Linked DNA regions of Mus musculus: region 2 is linked to region 1. The links are chromatin contacts, called in public Hi-C maps. All regions are on one chromosome and are shown on one strand. Each heading gives the region's core, a stretch centred on a gene start, on an enhancer-like site or on the middle of the called end of the contact. The rest is flanking DNA. Distances are from core to core; before and after follow the strand shown.

Region 1 (7,636 bases), core at 2,949-5,448:
TTCTCTGTGTCTGTGGACTGTAGCATGATTATTCTTAATTTTATAGCTAAGATCCACTTATCAGTGGGTACATACCATGTTTGTCTTTCTGGGTCTGAGTTAACTGACTCAGGATGATTTTTTTTTTTATTTTAGCTCTATCTATTTGCCTATAAGCCATGATTTTTTATTAAAGAGCTGAGTTAAAAAATTAAGCAAATGTACATCTTCTTTATCCATTTTTTTTTTGTTGAGAGATATCTAGTTTGTTTCCAGTTTCTGTTATGAACATAGTTGAGCAAGTATGCTTTTGGTAAGATAGCGCATCCTTTGGGACATTGCCCAGGAATGGGATAGCTAGGTTTTGAGGTTGATAAATTCTCAATTTCCTGAGAAACCACTATGTTGACTCCAAAATGGCCGTGCAAGTTTGCACTCCCACTAGCAGCAGGGGAGTGGTCCCCTTGCTCCAGATCCTTGCTAGCATGAGCTGTCACTTGTGTTATTGATATTAGTCATTCTGACAGTTGTAAGATGAAATCTCAAAGTAGTTTTGATTTACATTTCCCTGGTGGCTAAGGATATTGAACATTTCTTTAAGTGCTTCCCAGCCCCTTGAGATTCCTCTGTTGAAAATTCTCTCTTTAGATCTGTATCCATTAAGGAGATCCAGGAAAATAAATAAATAAATCCCTTTTTAAAAAGTCAAAGAGAGAGAGAGAGAGAGAGAGAGAGAGAGAGAGAGAGAGAGAGAGAGAGAGAGAGAGGAAGAGTTGAAAGAAATGAATAAAACTGTTTAGTACCTGAACATGGAAATAGAAGCAACAAAGAAAACACAAACTGGAGATAGGAAATCTAGGTAATTGAACAGGAACAACTATAGACACAAGCATCACTAACAGAATAGAAGAAATCAAAGAAAGAATCCCCGGTGTTGAAACTATGATAGAACAAGCTGATACATCGTTCAAAAGATGTTAAATCTAAAACATTCCTGATACAAAACATCATACAAAACATCCAGGAAATCTGGGGTACTAGGAAAAGACCAAACCTAAGAATAATTGGACTAGAGAAGGGGAAGAATCCCTCCTTACTCTTTAAATAATTATCCCAACGTCAGAAAATCCCGTTCCATCCGGCAAAGAAAGGATGATGTAGAGAGACCAGTTTGCAAATGTTTCTACGGTGTCCAGAACAATGAGAGCATATTTTAGTCAGTCAACAATCCTCTCATTTTAATATGGTACAAGGAAAGAGTTTTCCTTCATTCTTTTATTTGTATTGTACTTTTAGAGTGATAATATGTGGTCTGAGAAAAATAACATAGCTGTTATAAACTCACTGTAAGAGTAAGAGAGTGATTGGTATCATTCCCACAGAGTGCTCACCAACTTACCATATCTTCACTAATGGGATAATTGGGATCTTTTAGAAATAGCGAATGGGTAGATGTTGGTTCAGCTTTTGAGTCTCACTCTTCTTGAGAAATCATGATGTGTCTCTGATCATCACACCTGTGTTTCAGGGGTGTTGCTTCCTTTGGGTCTCAGACTGGAGAAGCATCCAAGAAGTGTCAAGGTCTTCCAGTAACAGTCTTTTACCGATAGGACCAAGAGGCACATGCTGTGCCACGGTTGAGAGGGAAAGTGAGTCTAGCATCACAGGAAAGAGAGCTGTATTTTGACATTAAAAAAATTGCAAATTGTGCAATGGAAGACTTGTTAGAATCTCATCTTATGAAAATGACAGTTATGACTGCTATGCTCCTATTTAGGAAACACTTAGCTTAAACAGCTGAAAATATCACCTAAGGGAAATTGAATCTCAGCAAACCTCTTCCTTACCATATTTTTTTAAAGAAGTCTGTTTTGCTCTCTTTTAAATAGAATACAAGATTCTTTGCTTTATAATATATAGCGAAATTCTTCCCCAAAGTAAATATTAAAAACACAGATTAAAAACTAAGTGTACTTTTGAGGTTTCGCATGAATGTGTGTCTAGAAGCAAGTTGAGACTAAACTCAGTGAGAAAAATAAAAGATATCACTGTAGAGCCAGTGGTCCAGCTGGCAACATCCCTTAGATCTCTGGGCCTTGTGAGCTCAGGCAGGGAGATAGGACTGAAGAGACAGTAGATACAACTAGCCACTCCAAGGTAGTCAGAGCACACCAATAAAAGCCACACAGACCAAGGGGACAGGGTGAGTGTTTTCACCCTAAATACCTTGTCTTTGTGGCTTGGAAAAGAACATGAGAGAAGTAGCTCACTCTTGACAGCTTCCGACCTCCAGCCTGTTCTTCCACAGTGTTGGATTAACACCAGTTCTGTAGCTCAGAAATGTCAGGTAGAATTCTTATTGTAAAGTGAGCATGTATTGAGAAAGCTCTAGGAGTTCTGCAGAGGCAAATACAGACCTTCACTGAAGGAATCCACTTGAAAGATAAACCTTTATGGATGGAGACTCAAAACTAATCTTTATAGATTGAGTTTTGGGAAAATGAGATGCAATGAGAAGGTGTCCCAGTTTCATTGGTGTTTCTGTAATAGAGTAACCAACAAAATGCAACTTAGGGAACAAAAGAATTTACTTAGTTTTACAATTACAAAATAAGGGCCTAGGGAGATGCCTTAGCAGTTAAGAGCTCTTGCTGATCTTCCAGAGGACCTAAGTTCAATTTCCAGGGCCATCTCTGGGTGGCATATAACCTGTAACCCCAACTCCAGGAGATTCAACACTCTTTCTGTCCTCAACACAAACCTACACATATACATTTCAGACACAGAGATGCGCAAATAAAAATAAAATAAAAAATCTACAGAAAAGTCTACCTTTGTAGTTAAGTCAGGGCAGGGGCAGCTAGTCAGGACGCATCTTCAGTTAACAAAAGGAAAAGCCTGAATGTATAGTTAGTTATCTCATTTCCTTTCAGCAGGTCCTATAAACTGAAACTTTTACTATCTCCCTGTAGTACTATAGGCCAGAGATGAAGCCTTTGACACTTGGAGAACTCTGGGAATGTTAAATAGCCACACAATATCATTATACAAAATAGGATATAAAGTAATCATTTTAATATATCTAAAAATAAAATGTACCAGGTGTATAAAGAAAACAATAAAATATGAATGTTAACCAGTTTGAAACTAGAATCAAAGAGAATATTCAGAGAAGAAAAGTACAATAATTAAACATAAAATATTAGGAGTTAGACCATAAAATAGAAAATTGCAGATAACATTAATTTATCACTCAGAACTAGATCTAAAGGAATAGTCCACATTAAAACAAAGAGCAAGATAAAAATAGAAAGAGTGGTATAAAATATATAAAGAATACTACAAAGGGAAAACAGTGGTTCAAAGGAAGGCCATATATTCTGTGAGACAGCACCTGAGATTTTCCAGAATGCAGGTCAATAACTTATTCTCTCATTAGCCTAAAAACTCTACATAATAACTTTTTAAAGTTTTTCTTCAGGTAGACTTTCATGTAGTCCAGGCTGTCCTCAGACTCAACTGATTATGTGCCCAAAGATAACTTTGTACTCCTGGTCTTCCGTTCCTGCCTCTAAAGTCCTGGGATTCTATGCCATCCATGCCCAGGGAAATAACTGAAGTTTTAAAACTCTACTTATACACTTTTTGTTTAAATGACTAAACCAGAGATAATGAATTGTTAGAAACAACAAGAAGCAGGCACATTTTGTACACTAGGAAATCTGAAAGCAATTGCCACCATTGTGGTCTTCTTAAAAGATGTAAGTAAAGGCGAAAGAAAACAGACTGTGGTATAAAAAGTTCAAGAAAGGAGAAAAAAAAAGAAAAAGAAAAAAAGAAAAAAGAAAGAGAAACCTGTCAGAACAGAGTTTCATGTGGGGAAAACTGACCTTGGAGAATTGGAGATCAGGTGTGAGGAGAAGATGCTCTTAGATATTGTGTAACCAAAACACCTCAATCCCTGTACCAATAATAATTAAAGCAAAGGCCAGGAAGATAAAAGAGAGTACTGAGAACATAGAAGGAGTTGGAGGGGCAGAGTGTGGGGCAGAAGTGATACAGTGCTCCTCTATGGAATTCTCAAAACATGTTGTTAAATTTATGTAAAAATAAAATACAACCACAATGATTCTTAAAGGCTTTGTAGAACCTGTGGTAGAGAAAGAGAATTTCTAACAGAAAACCACAGTGTAGGGCAACAGTGAGTAAAGGGAACAGAAAATAGATAATAGTTTTCATTTACTTTAAAGTAGTTTCATTATCATAGAAAGAATCGGGCTCCATTACAGAGTCTTTCAAACACATTTGTTCCCTCTTTTTCTTTTCCTCACCTCTTCCCCCTCATCCTTATACCCTCCTATACCCAGAATCTTCTTTTCTGATTTAATGCCACAAACGACCTGTGACCTGTAGTCTAGCACATTCTCCTTTCTCAACACTTCTTGCTCTCATATCATTTGCTATTTATTTTTATAGCCTATAATTAATCATTCTCATTTGCTCCGCTACTAACAGTGGTGCTCTGAATGAGAATGGTTCCCATGGACTCATATTTGAATGCTTGGTCTCCAGTTGATAGAGCTGTTTGGGAAGGATTGGGAAGCATGGCTTTATTATGTAAGTGTCTTACTGGGGGTAAGCTTTGAGGTTTCTACATCTGACACTATTCCCAGTCTCCCTGTTTCTCTCCCCTTTCCTTCCCAGCACAGCCTTTCTGTTTCTTGGTATGTAATCTTTGGACTACGGCTCCAGAGCCGTGCTTGCCTGTCTGCTGCCGTGTTTTCCACTCTGCCATGATGGTCATGGGCTCTCTGAAACTCTAAGTTGAATAACTCTTATGTACATTGATTTGGTCATGCTGTCTCTTCAAGACAATAGAAAAGTAAGTAAGTAAGACATAAAATTTTAAAGTTAGGAGATAGATAGATAGATAGACAGACAGACAGATATGCAGGTTTTGTCTTTGTGAGTCTAGGTGACCTTACTTAATGTACTACTTTGCTACTACTTTGCAGACCCATCCACTTTATTATAAATTTTAGAAGCTCATTTCTCTTACAGCAGAGTGAAAGTCCATTGTATATATGAAGCACATGTTCATTTAGCTGAGTAAGCAGGAAATTTCTTATAGGCGAAGGAATTAGACTGATGAACTGTGCCAAAATTTAATTTCAGAATTTCTGTTTACTAAAGACAGTCTAACACAAGCTAAAAACTAAATGTGACATAAAACATACAAGTACAAACATGAAAAAAATTGCCAATAAATGTTTTTGCCTGAATGCCTTTTAATTTTTTGTTGTTGTTGTTTTGTTTCCAAGAACTTGGAATTTTAGGGAACAAGGTGTTTTGTAGGCATAAATGTTATTGTGCAGATGGCTTGGTAGGTCTTTTCTAGAGGTGTAATTACACCAGTTTCATGGAAAGTAAGTCTCATGTGCTTCTTGTATTTTATTACATACTTATGCTAGGTGGTTTTTATTAAACATGGATACTGGATGCTGAATTCTCTTTCTCCTCTGGGTGACGTTAACTGTTTTCTGGGTTTTGTCATCACTGCGGTGACAACTCTATATAATTTAAGCTTTGTTAACTGCCATTGTTTAATAAGAGACTTTTTTTTTATGTTTGCACCACTTTACCTTTATTAGCATAGACTCTTAGATGGAGACATTGTAGGCTGGAATGCAGTTTTAAAACTTATTTGGCCTACTTATCCTTTACACTGAGAAAATAGTCACTATATTTTTGGCACTTACTTTTACGGCAAAGAAATGTTTATGAAGACAGTTTTGTCAGATCATTGACAGATTAGTGATAAAGAATGAGCAAGTGCATGTGTGCTTCTTGCCCTTGAGAGGATGTCAGATTCCCTGCTGTATCATTCTCTGCCTCATTCCAATAAGAGACATTTTAAAGAGACCCTTACACTCCTGTCTTCAGCTATCAGACTATTGAAACAATGGACAGAAGAATTAGAATTTCCTTAGGAAGGAAAGGGACCTGCTGAAGGTGGCAGCCAGGAAAAATACTTGCATCCAAGGAACAGACTCCACGGAGTTCCGAAAACTTATGAGATTATCTTGAAGGAGAGACAGGAGGTGTGAAAACCAGAGATGGACCACACCTGGGTAAGGACAATTAGTTACAGAGCCTCTTGCCCTTTCTTTAACACAAGCTCAAGTCAGTATCATCAGCATCACGAAAAAGAAACAGAAGTTCCTTTTCCAAGTGTGGCCGAATTGACTACATCTCTCCCCTCTGTTTTCACTCCTTCTTGACTCTTTAATGATATTAAAGACAGAAGGTGAGCGTAGCTTGTTAATAAGGGGCTACCAGAGGCCAGACTTTGGCTCTAAAATCTCCGGGCCACCTTATGTTTATGTTCTTTGCTCTTGGTTGATATTTAACAGGTAAACCCCCTCCCATTTATTTGGAATTTGTTTATATGCTGAGAAAAGTTACTCCTTATATCAACATTAGGAACCTCATCATCAAATTCACCTTAAGATAACATGGCACATAGATCACAAGGAACTCTACAAAGAAAACAAGAAAGAAAATAGTATGCAGCTCTGTGTTGATCATTCTTCTTTTCAGTCTAAAGATCGTTTGCATTATGGTGAGCACAGCAGGACGATGAACAGACAAATCGATCTTTCTTTCCATACTTGTAAGTTCTCAACCCTTCTTCTTATTAACCCATGCATTAAAACATGAAGACAAGGAAAACACTTGTCCATGAACAGATAAGGAATTTGTTCTCATGCTTTAGTTGAATAACCATTGCATGTAAGCACTGTTATGGAAGCTTAGGAACAATACAGTAAGGACCATTGTTGCAGGGGTTCTCCCAATGTAGTATCACAGAGAGTTTAAAAATGTAGAGAAGTGTATGCAATATCAAATGAAAACATACATGGAGGAAAGATAGAGCTGAGGGGGAGAGTTGGTGGGAGCACAGTTAAGAAGGGAGGGGCAGGGGAGAGACAGCTTTTTAATGAGCTGCAGCTACTTAGTGCATTGTTCCTCTAAATTTCTGTTATAAGTTACTTACATTGTTCTGACAACCACTCAGACTTTTCGCCAGTAAATCAGAAACCATTTTATGCAATTTGGACAGGAAGAAGTATGACAGGGGGACCTGAGAGGGAGCTCAGGAGTGAGAAGAAATGTTATTGGTGAGATGAGCTTGCTGTTTTATAAATGGTGGTAGAAGGCTCCAGATCATTTGTCCCTGCTGGTCACAGCTCTAGCTAGACAGGACAGTTCTTCCTTTTTGCTCTGCTATCTAAGTTTTCCATGAAATCAGAATCCAAATTCAATCTCTGGTTGGCAAGGGATTCTGGAGACATTCATTCTGCTATGAATTGTGGGTGTGTTCCTGAATTCATAACAGAATCAGACAGCTACAAAGCTGGAGAGCAAATTCATCACCATAAATGATGCAAATGTTTGTCTTTACACAACTGCTCCACGCAGTATGCTTGTTCACTTAATAAACTTGTTCATTTAAGCTATAATTTAAGTTGATTAGGTTTGAGAAAATTAAGGCATTTAGGCACAAAAAAAAAATGGCACTGGATTGAGAACAGTCTATGAGGTAGAGTACAGGCTATGGAGAAAGCTCTGTTCAGCTCTTTTTCTGAGGTCCAAG
Region 2 (7,799 bases), core at 2,761-5,260, 650 kb after region 1:
ATTCAGTCACCAGCACTGGGGAAAAATAAGAACCAATTTCAGAGCAACTAAAGCATCGAGCTTAGCTCAGGCCAAACAACTGAACACTTTAAATACAGAGGGAATGAGATAATGAGTCATAGATACTATAGTGGTTTGATAGGAATGGCCCCCATAGACTCCTGTGTTTGAATGCTTGGTCATAGGGAATGGCACTATTGGGAGGTATGGCCTTGTTGGAGGAAGTGTGTCTTTATGGAGGTGGGCTTTGAGGTCATACATGCTCAAGCTATGCATGGTGTGGTGCACAGTCTCCCTCTGCTGCCTGCAGATCAAGATGTAGAACTCTCAGTTCCTTCTCTAGCACCATGTCTGCCTGCATGCTGTCATGCTTCCCACCATGATGATAATGGACTGAACCTCTGAACCTGTAAGACAGCTACAATTAAATATTTTCCTTTATAAGAGTTGCCTTGGTCATGGTGTCTCTTCACAGCAATAAAATACTAAGACGGGTTTCTTTAAAAGGCTTTTCCTTATACTTTAAAGGTTTCCAAAGCTAATTGGTCAGAAAACAGCCAGAGTAAGGTCAGAATAATGTTATCTTCTGCAGAGGGACACTGATAAAATGGATTTTGGAGGCAAAGAGATATGGGTTCCAGTCCAACTCTGTCATTCACTATGGGACCAAGGAGACCCACTTATGTGTTAAAGGGCCTCTATTTCCTTGTAAAATGGTAATAAAACACACACACACGCACACACACATTTTCCCAAGAAATACAAATAGCAAAAGAGAAATGCAAATTGTGTTCATTCAGTCAGCAGCCAAGCTGAGTCCAGACAAGACTCGCCATCTTTATCTTGCCTCAGCACACAATAAAGGAAGCTCACTGGCTTTCACATTAAACCACATTTCCCTCGTATTATCCCTTAGAGCTCTCAGTCCCAGCTTTGGACAGGACGGCTGCGGCTTAAGGGCATTCTGAGGAGTGCTTGAGGGTTAACCAAGAACAGATCTAGAGAGGGCTTTCTCTCTGGAGTTTTAGACAGTTAGTGCTCTCATCTTCTAACGTAATGATCCCTAGGAACCTCTAAGAAGATGCTTTTCGTGCCACAGTGGTGTCTATAAACTGTTATCCATACACCAAGTCCAGGATGTCATCACTTCAAATGATGCACGGAAAAATTTACCAAGAAAAATGTATTATTCACAAAAGTATAAAATACAGAAAAGTACATTAACCAATGCATTTTGTGCCATAAAATATTGCTGCTTCTTCTGTCAGAAAATTCACGGGTGATTAAACTCATGAAGTTCTCTGGTTAGCACACCAGGTGATCATTAGGCATTCCACAGTGAAGGGAATAATAAACTTCACTGCTACAAGAATCTGAAGGTAAAGGTTTATTCCCAAAAAGTAGGGTGTGCTTTCCTTTTGTGAGTAATGTGTCTGTAGCCATTAATCTAAATCTGGATTCAGTATATATTAATAAAACCCACCACGGGGGATTTATTGACCTAAATTGTGAACTCCTGAAATGATAATATGGAAAATGGCTGTGGCTAACCACAGTTCTGGCAGCTGGGGAGAAGGGACTGTTGGAACAGGGGCAGAATATAACAGAAGCAAAGGAACTGTTAGGAACGTGTGTTGTTAGTGGCAACACTGAAATGGTATGACACATTCCTGCATAGAACCCATGGAGAGAATTTTATACCTGAAGATGCCATGTCTGGAAAGACACAAAACCCCAAGCTGCTGAGGCATGAGGCAGGCCAACAGCAGCACAAGCCCATGTGAGCAAGACAAGGCAGCTGCTTGGTGAACTGGTCACTTCCAGCCACTGAAGTGGACATGTAACTAGAAGAGGACTTGTCTAACAGAAGGACCATATGGCCTGCTCTGTTATCCACTGGACAACCAGCAAGATGGAGCTGTGCACTGTTCCCCAATCATTATCCTTTTGGCGACTCTGTATCTTTGTGTGTGTGTGTGTGTGTGTGTGTGTGTGTGTGTGTGTGTGTGTGTATGTGTTTATTTTCTTCATTTATATTTCAAATGTCATCCCGAAAGTCCCCTATACCCTCCCCTTGCCCTGCTCCCCTACCCACCCACTCCCACTTCTTGGCCCTTGCGTTCCTCTGTACTGGGACATATAAAGTTTTCAAGACCAAGGGGTCTCTCTTCCCAAAGATGGCCGACTAGGCCATCTTCTGCTACATATGCAGCTAGAGACACGAGCTCTGGGGGTACTGGTTAGTCTTTATCTTTGGGTCTTGTACCATGTTCCAAGCAGAACAGAGAATGCCCAGAGTTCACCTGACCTTTTCATCGTCCATGTTATGGCTCATGTCCCTTTTCAGGAAGAGTGAATTTAGGGGACCTGCCCTTCATTCCAAAGTTTCAGTGGAGTAGTAAATCTCACATCTGTGTATTTTTCCCTAAGAGAAATAGTCTCATGTACAGAGAGATGTATGCCTAAGAAAATGTGTGCAGAGATGCAAAAGTTCAAAGCAAAAGATGTAGTCATAAGTGGGAAGGTGCAGGACTAGACTCTGCTTTGTCCACAGCCTTAAGTGGCAAGTAGCATTTGATCAGGATTAGTCCAGTTCATACCACTTAACCGGAAGTGGGAAATAGTGAACTGTTTATCAGCTAGATATGGCCAAGGCTCCTTTACCTACAGCTAAGAGAAAACAACATAAAATTCACAAAGTGAGGGACCTCCAAGGTTGTCCAACCCATGGTGATAAATCCAATATCAGGACCTGTTTTGTAGATTTCCTAAGATTTGACACACATCATCTTTTGTCCTTAAGACAGTTGCCCAGGATTTAGCTGCTTACCATGTATTCTGTCTTCACCACAATCCCACATTACAGATGAAGAAAAGGGGTAAGGAGATTTTAGAACTTACTTTAAAAGGACAAATTTTTTTGTCTACTTAGCCTTTGCAAAATATCTAGAATATGTCCCACAAGGGGAGAGTTACTCTTATTCATCCCGTATCTCTAGAGTCTACCCAGTCAGGATGTATCTGCTTAATGAATGAATGAGCCCATCATTATTGTGCTTATGTCCTCTTTAAAAATCAAAGAAAGTTTATCAAAATGAGGCATCTAAATCCTGCAGAAGGAATCAGCACAGTTTAGACTAATTATGTTTTTCTTCCAAATACTTGAAATACAAATACTTCCCACTGTTTAAAAAAAAAAGTATTGTTTTTTAAAAAGTAATTACACATTAATTTTAATGAGATCTTTCATCTGATCTTCTGGTGTACATTATCTTTATAATAATTGTCATAATGAAAAACTGCAGGGAGCCCCATGACAACAGAGAAGATGCTTTGACAAGAAAAGGCAGTTTCTGTCATTTTGTGATTCCGTTTACCCAAGAAGCAAGGGCAAAGAACTACAGGAAAAGATCAAAAAGAAAACAGAGCAAGACAAGAGACACCATTATTGTGGTGAGTCATTAATATTTTCTAGGTGGATAAAGTCAATAAATTGGGAGGCATGTCTGATACATCGTCCTCCCTTCTGCTTCTCTCACAGTCGTGGGCTCTCCTCCAGATTCCTTGCAAACTCATGTAGACACATCTTTTACCCCAGGACCACTCCCAAACCATGTCATTATTTGTTTCCTGAATACAACACACAGATAAAAGCCTATGTGTACTTTCGTTCTCCTTCTAAGTCCCCACTCACTTTATGTCTCAGATCACTGCTTTCCTGACTGTCCCCTTTTGGTGTCTCTGAAGATTACCATTCTATAATCTTTCACCACAGTTTTCAGCCTCTGGCACACCGGTCTCCAAAGATTTTCTTCTCCTTTTTTCTTAGACTAGATATCTGGCCTCCAAAGGGCCATAATATCTTCCAAGAGAGAAGATAGGTCAGACCTCAAATACTGTAGGAAGTTATAGAAGGGAAGAAGATAAATAAGATTACTGGCTTTGTGTTTAACCAGTGGATTTCAATCTTCCTAATGCTGCAACCCTTTAATACAGTTCCTCATTTTGTGGTGAACCCCAACCATAAAATTACTTTCATTGCTACTTCCTAACTGTAATGTTGCTAGTGTTGTATGTCTATAACAGGTGCTTTGCATCTCATTTCCCCAGCTCCTCTGCTAGAGCTGGTGACAAGTCAGGCTCTCTAACAATACACATGAACCACAACCTCTGTTAGCAGACTTAGAGTGCAGCTAGACCATTTTCCATCACATTATCACTGAACATACTTGGGTGGCTTTGGCTTGAATGGCATCTTGGAAAATATCTGGTCTGCTGGGACAGCCACCTTGTTGGTAGACACTTGTAACTGTCAGAAAGTTTTCTCTTATATTCAGGTTCCTTCCCACCTACAATAGTTACTGAATTGATCATAGTTCTATACAGCCATTAAGGAGTAAACAGTATTGTTATACCTCAAGGAAAACAGTAATGAAACTAGTGTTTCTCCATGGTGGACATTGCCCTCATCAAGGAACATGGTAAAAGACTTCATGTGATGGAGTTATACTCATAGCACAGAGAGGCAGGAGTCATTGTCACTAAAGGCTGCTGTGGGCAAAAAATGCTGAGGTAGCAAGCACATCGACTGGGTTCATAATGGACAATCAATTTGGTTGATGAATGGATTGGACAGGTCTTAGGCAGCTTGCTGTCTAAATGTGATTCTGCTAATCACAACGCCTGATTACTTCTGATTGATCATGACACAAAACCCAGATGTGGAAATTCACCCAAGGCGGTTAATAACTAATTTTTTGCAATCTGGAGAAGAACTCCAGGCTCAGCAAGCCTTGGGCCACTGTTTCACACTTCTGAGTGTGCCCTGGGGAGCTGCTGATTTGGACTTGTAAGATCCTGATTGCTGAGTAGTCCCATCAGTCAAGGTTGTGTAACAGGGCAAGGTGTAGATAACAAATTACAGACTTGTATCCAACTTAGAAAAGCTCAGTCCTTACAATGATCATAAGAATAATGGGAAAAGACTATTAATGAAAATGCTTAGGAAGGACTTCACTATTGTCAGCATACAGTGCTTTTAACTCAGACTCCCCTGACACTCCTCATATGAGTAGAAACTCACAGAAGTTAATGAAACATCAATAAATACCAGACTTGACCCCAGAGTTCAGGAGTAAGTCTAGAAGCAAAAATGAAAAATGATAGCATTTCCTCTGTGCCCTTAAGGTCTTTGCATTTCCCCTATATACAAATTGCATCTCAGTCATAATGGTTTGGGGCAAAAAGGATGGCTCAGCAGGCAAATGTGCTTGCTTCTAAGACGAAAATCCGAGTTTGATCCCTGAGCTCTACAGAGTAGAAGGGAACAGTCTCCCAGCTTGTCCTTTGATCTCTACTCCTGCATTACGGCATGAGTGTGTCCACACCCCGTACACATATAAAGTAATAAATTAATTAACACACACAAAGCAATAAATTAATTTAAAAAACACGCCTTGACAACAGCCATAAGGAACTGATAGAAGGCCTTGTATGTGCACATGGCACATCCATCTCCGCTGCTCTTCCTCCTCTGGACCCTGTGGACCACTTTTGTGGAGGTCAGAGGGCAACTTTCAGGCGATGATTCTCCCCTTCCACCTTGATACAGGGCACGATGTTTCTGTTGTTGTACCTTATACTACAGTATATCTGGCCTGTGGGCCTCCAGGAGAGTCTCCTGTCTCCACCTGTCACGTCCCCCACAGGAGCACTGGTGTTACCATTGAAAATCACTGCATCAGGCTTGTCTGTGAGTTCAGGAATAGAACTCGGTTTACCAGGCTTAAGCGGTGAGTATTTATATCTGCTGAGCCAACTCACTAGCCTGAACTTTGAGGTTGTCTTTTGTTTTTGACAAGATCTACCTCAGAGTCCCAGGTTGCTCTCTATTTATTATGTTGCTCAGGCCTCACCAAAGCCTTCAAGCTTCAGCTCTCAAGTGCTGGGATTACAGATGTGAGTCACCACATACAATAAACATATTACAGTGTAAGTCAGAGAACAGAGATGGCACCCAGGTTAGGCTTTGACTCAAAGTCTTTTCAGAGACGGCTGGTGTTTGATCACATGCTTGTTCCAGTGAGGAAGAGTATAACCAAACACATAGAAAGAGAAGCTTCCAGGAGAAAAATAGAGCTGAACTCTTTGGGAGAACACAGAAGGCAGGACTGCACGTAGCTGCTTCCCCTAATGAAAGTGGAAGGAAAGCAGCTAAGAAAAGCTTGCGTGTGTTGGGATGTTTGGTAGGTACAAGTCACAGTGTTCTGCTCTGATGCCCCATGTTATCAATGAAGCACACACAAATGCTATCTGCTAAGAGCAGGCAGGTGCAACAGCTCGCTAGGCTGGGGATGAGCTCCCACACCTCTGTTTACAGCTAAGAACTTTGATCCGGAGTTTTCCTGGAAGAAGCCACTGACAGACTAAAAGGAAGAGAAGTAGAGGGTGTTGTTGCTTTCTTTATAGCTAAAAGATGGAAGGATTAAAGGGACTCCTGAGACTCATTTTAGGCTTTTCTCTCAGTAAAAGACACCATTTAAAAATATTTTATCTGGTATATCAACATCCCATCCCATCAGGACACAAAAAACTGTGGCTCAGAACCCAGATTCCCTAGAGATGTGGCAAATAATAGCTGACTGGGCATCTCCTGGGCTGGAACTCTTCTTTAGGACTAAGAATGACCATAATATAAACACTGGGCACAAAACAGTGAGGCACACTTCCAACCCTCCTGCATCTTCTCTGTTTCAGCATCCACAGGTGGGCGAGAACCAGGATGCTGTCCCTGCGTATCTCTTCTAATAGATAGTATCATCAAAGCCCCTAGTAAAAAGAAAGTGAAAACAAGAATGCAAAGCCAGGCACGGTGGCACATGCCTATAACCCTTGCAGGACAGGCAAAAGGATCAAGAATTGAAGGCTAACTTTGACTATACAGGATGTTTATGACCAGCTTGGCCTATAAGTGGGAACTATTGCAAAAAACAAACAAAGATCACAGAAACAAGAGCAAATGGGACAGATGGAAGGATCTGTCTCTACCTGTTTCAGAATCTGCAGTGCAACCTCCCCATGCTTTCCTGGGTCAGAGGTTCTCATTATTTTAGTAATAATGAACGGATTCTCTTCCACAGCTGGTGTGCAAGGGGGAGCAATCAGACACATGGGTTGATGGTGAGACACTCCTGGACTTACTCACTGGGCAAATGTAAAAGATTCTCATCAGAACATGAGTCTCACATCTGAAGTTCTGAATAATCTGCCTAGTTAAAAAATGCAAGTAGGTATTATAAGAGAGGGTTAAGATTTCCATTGTGCCTCTTGCTCTTGCTCTTGTTTTATGAGCCAGAGTCCCACTGGGTTAGCCTGGAAATCTTGATTTTCTTACCTCAGCTGCCGGGTGCTTGGATTACAAGTCATAGTGAGTCAAAGTTGAATGGTGTTCAACAACTCCAAGGTCATGCTGACAGGAACCCAGAGATTTATTTAAAGGCTCAGTTGGGGCCAACGATTTGCCATGGAAAATGCTGCCTGTGATTCTTTTATAAGAATCTGGAGCCCCGTGGCTCCAGAGCAATGACTGTGGCTCTGGGCATGCTAACACAAAGTCTGTTCCTTCCTAAAGCTCCAGTCAAATTTCTCAGGTGGAACTACTGAAGAGCTCAACAGCTCTCAGTGAGCAGAAATGGGCAATCTTTGCAGAATTGCCTATTAGCCTCAGTTGTGCCTGAACAATAAAGAAGATGGTAGCAACGGCCGACAGCCCACATCTGATCAAGGATGTGTCATACTAG

What was found. Hi-C and Micro-C count contacts between places; a contact is called where the count stands out from the background.
Region 2: a Hi-C map of pre-pro-B cells shows a contact between it and region 1, with 9 times the contacts expected there. The contact joins two enhancer-like sites. A contact is called at or near these places in 2 of 39 promoter capture datasets (cranial neural crest and liver) and 1 of 484 Hi-C or Micro-C datasets (pre-pro-B cells).

The regions. Positions count from the first base shown.
Region 1 is chr3:82,154,558-82,162,193 of GRCm38.p6, forward strand. Gm29921 (a long non-coding RNA gene) reads right to left here. Exons shown (of 9, transcript XR_867373.2): 3 at 2,397-2,520; 4 at 1,379-1,655. Among named protein-coding and RNA genes, the nearest start is that of Gucy1a1, 12 kb to the left of the region's middle. Within about 2 kb of position 4,199, at least 2 of the 459 cell types and tissues checked have an H3K27ac peak or open chromatin away from gene starts, as enhancers often do. A contact at or near this core is called in pre-pro-B cells, where this site is marked.
Region 2 is chr3:82,804,586-82,812,384 of GRCm38.p6, forward strand. No RefSeq gene overlaps it. Among named protein-coding and RNA genes, the nearest start is that of Rbm46, 68 kb to the right of the region's middle. Within about 2 kb of position 4,011, at least 17 of the 459 cell types and tissues checked have an H3K27ac peak or open chromatin away from gene starts, as enhancers often do. A contact at or near this core is called in pre-pro-B cells, where this site is marked.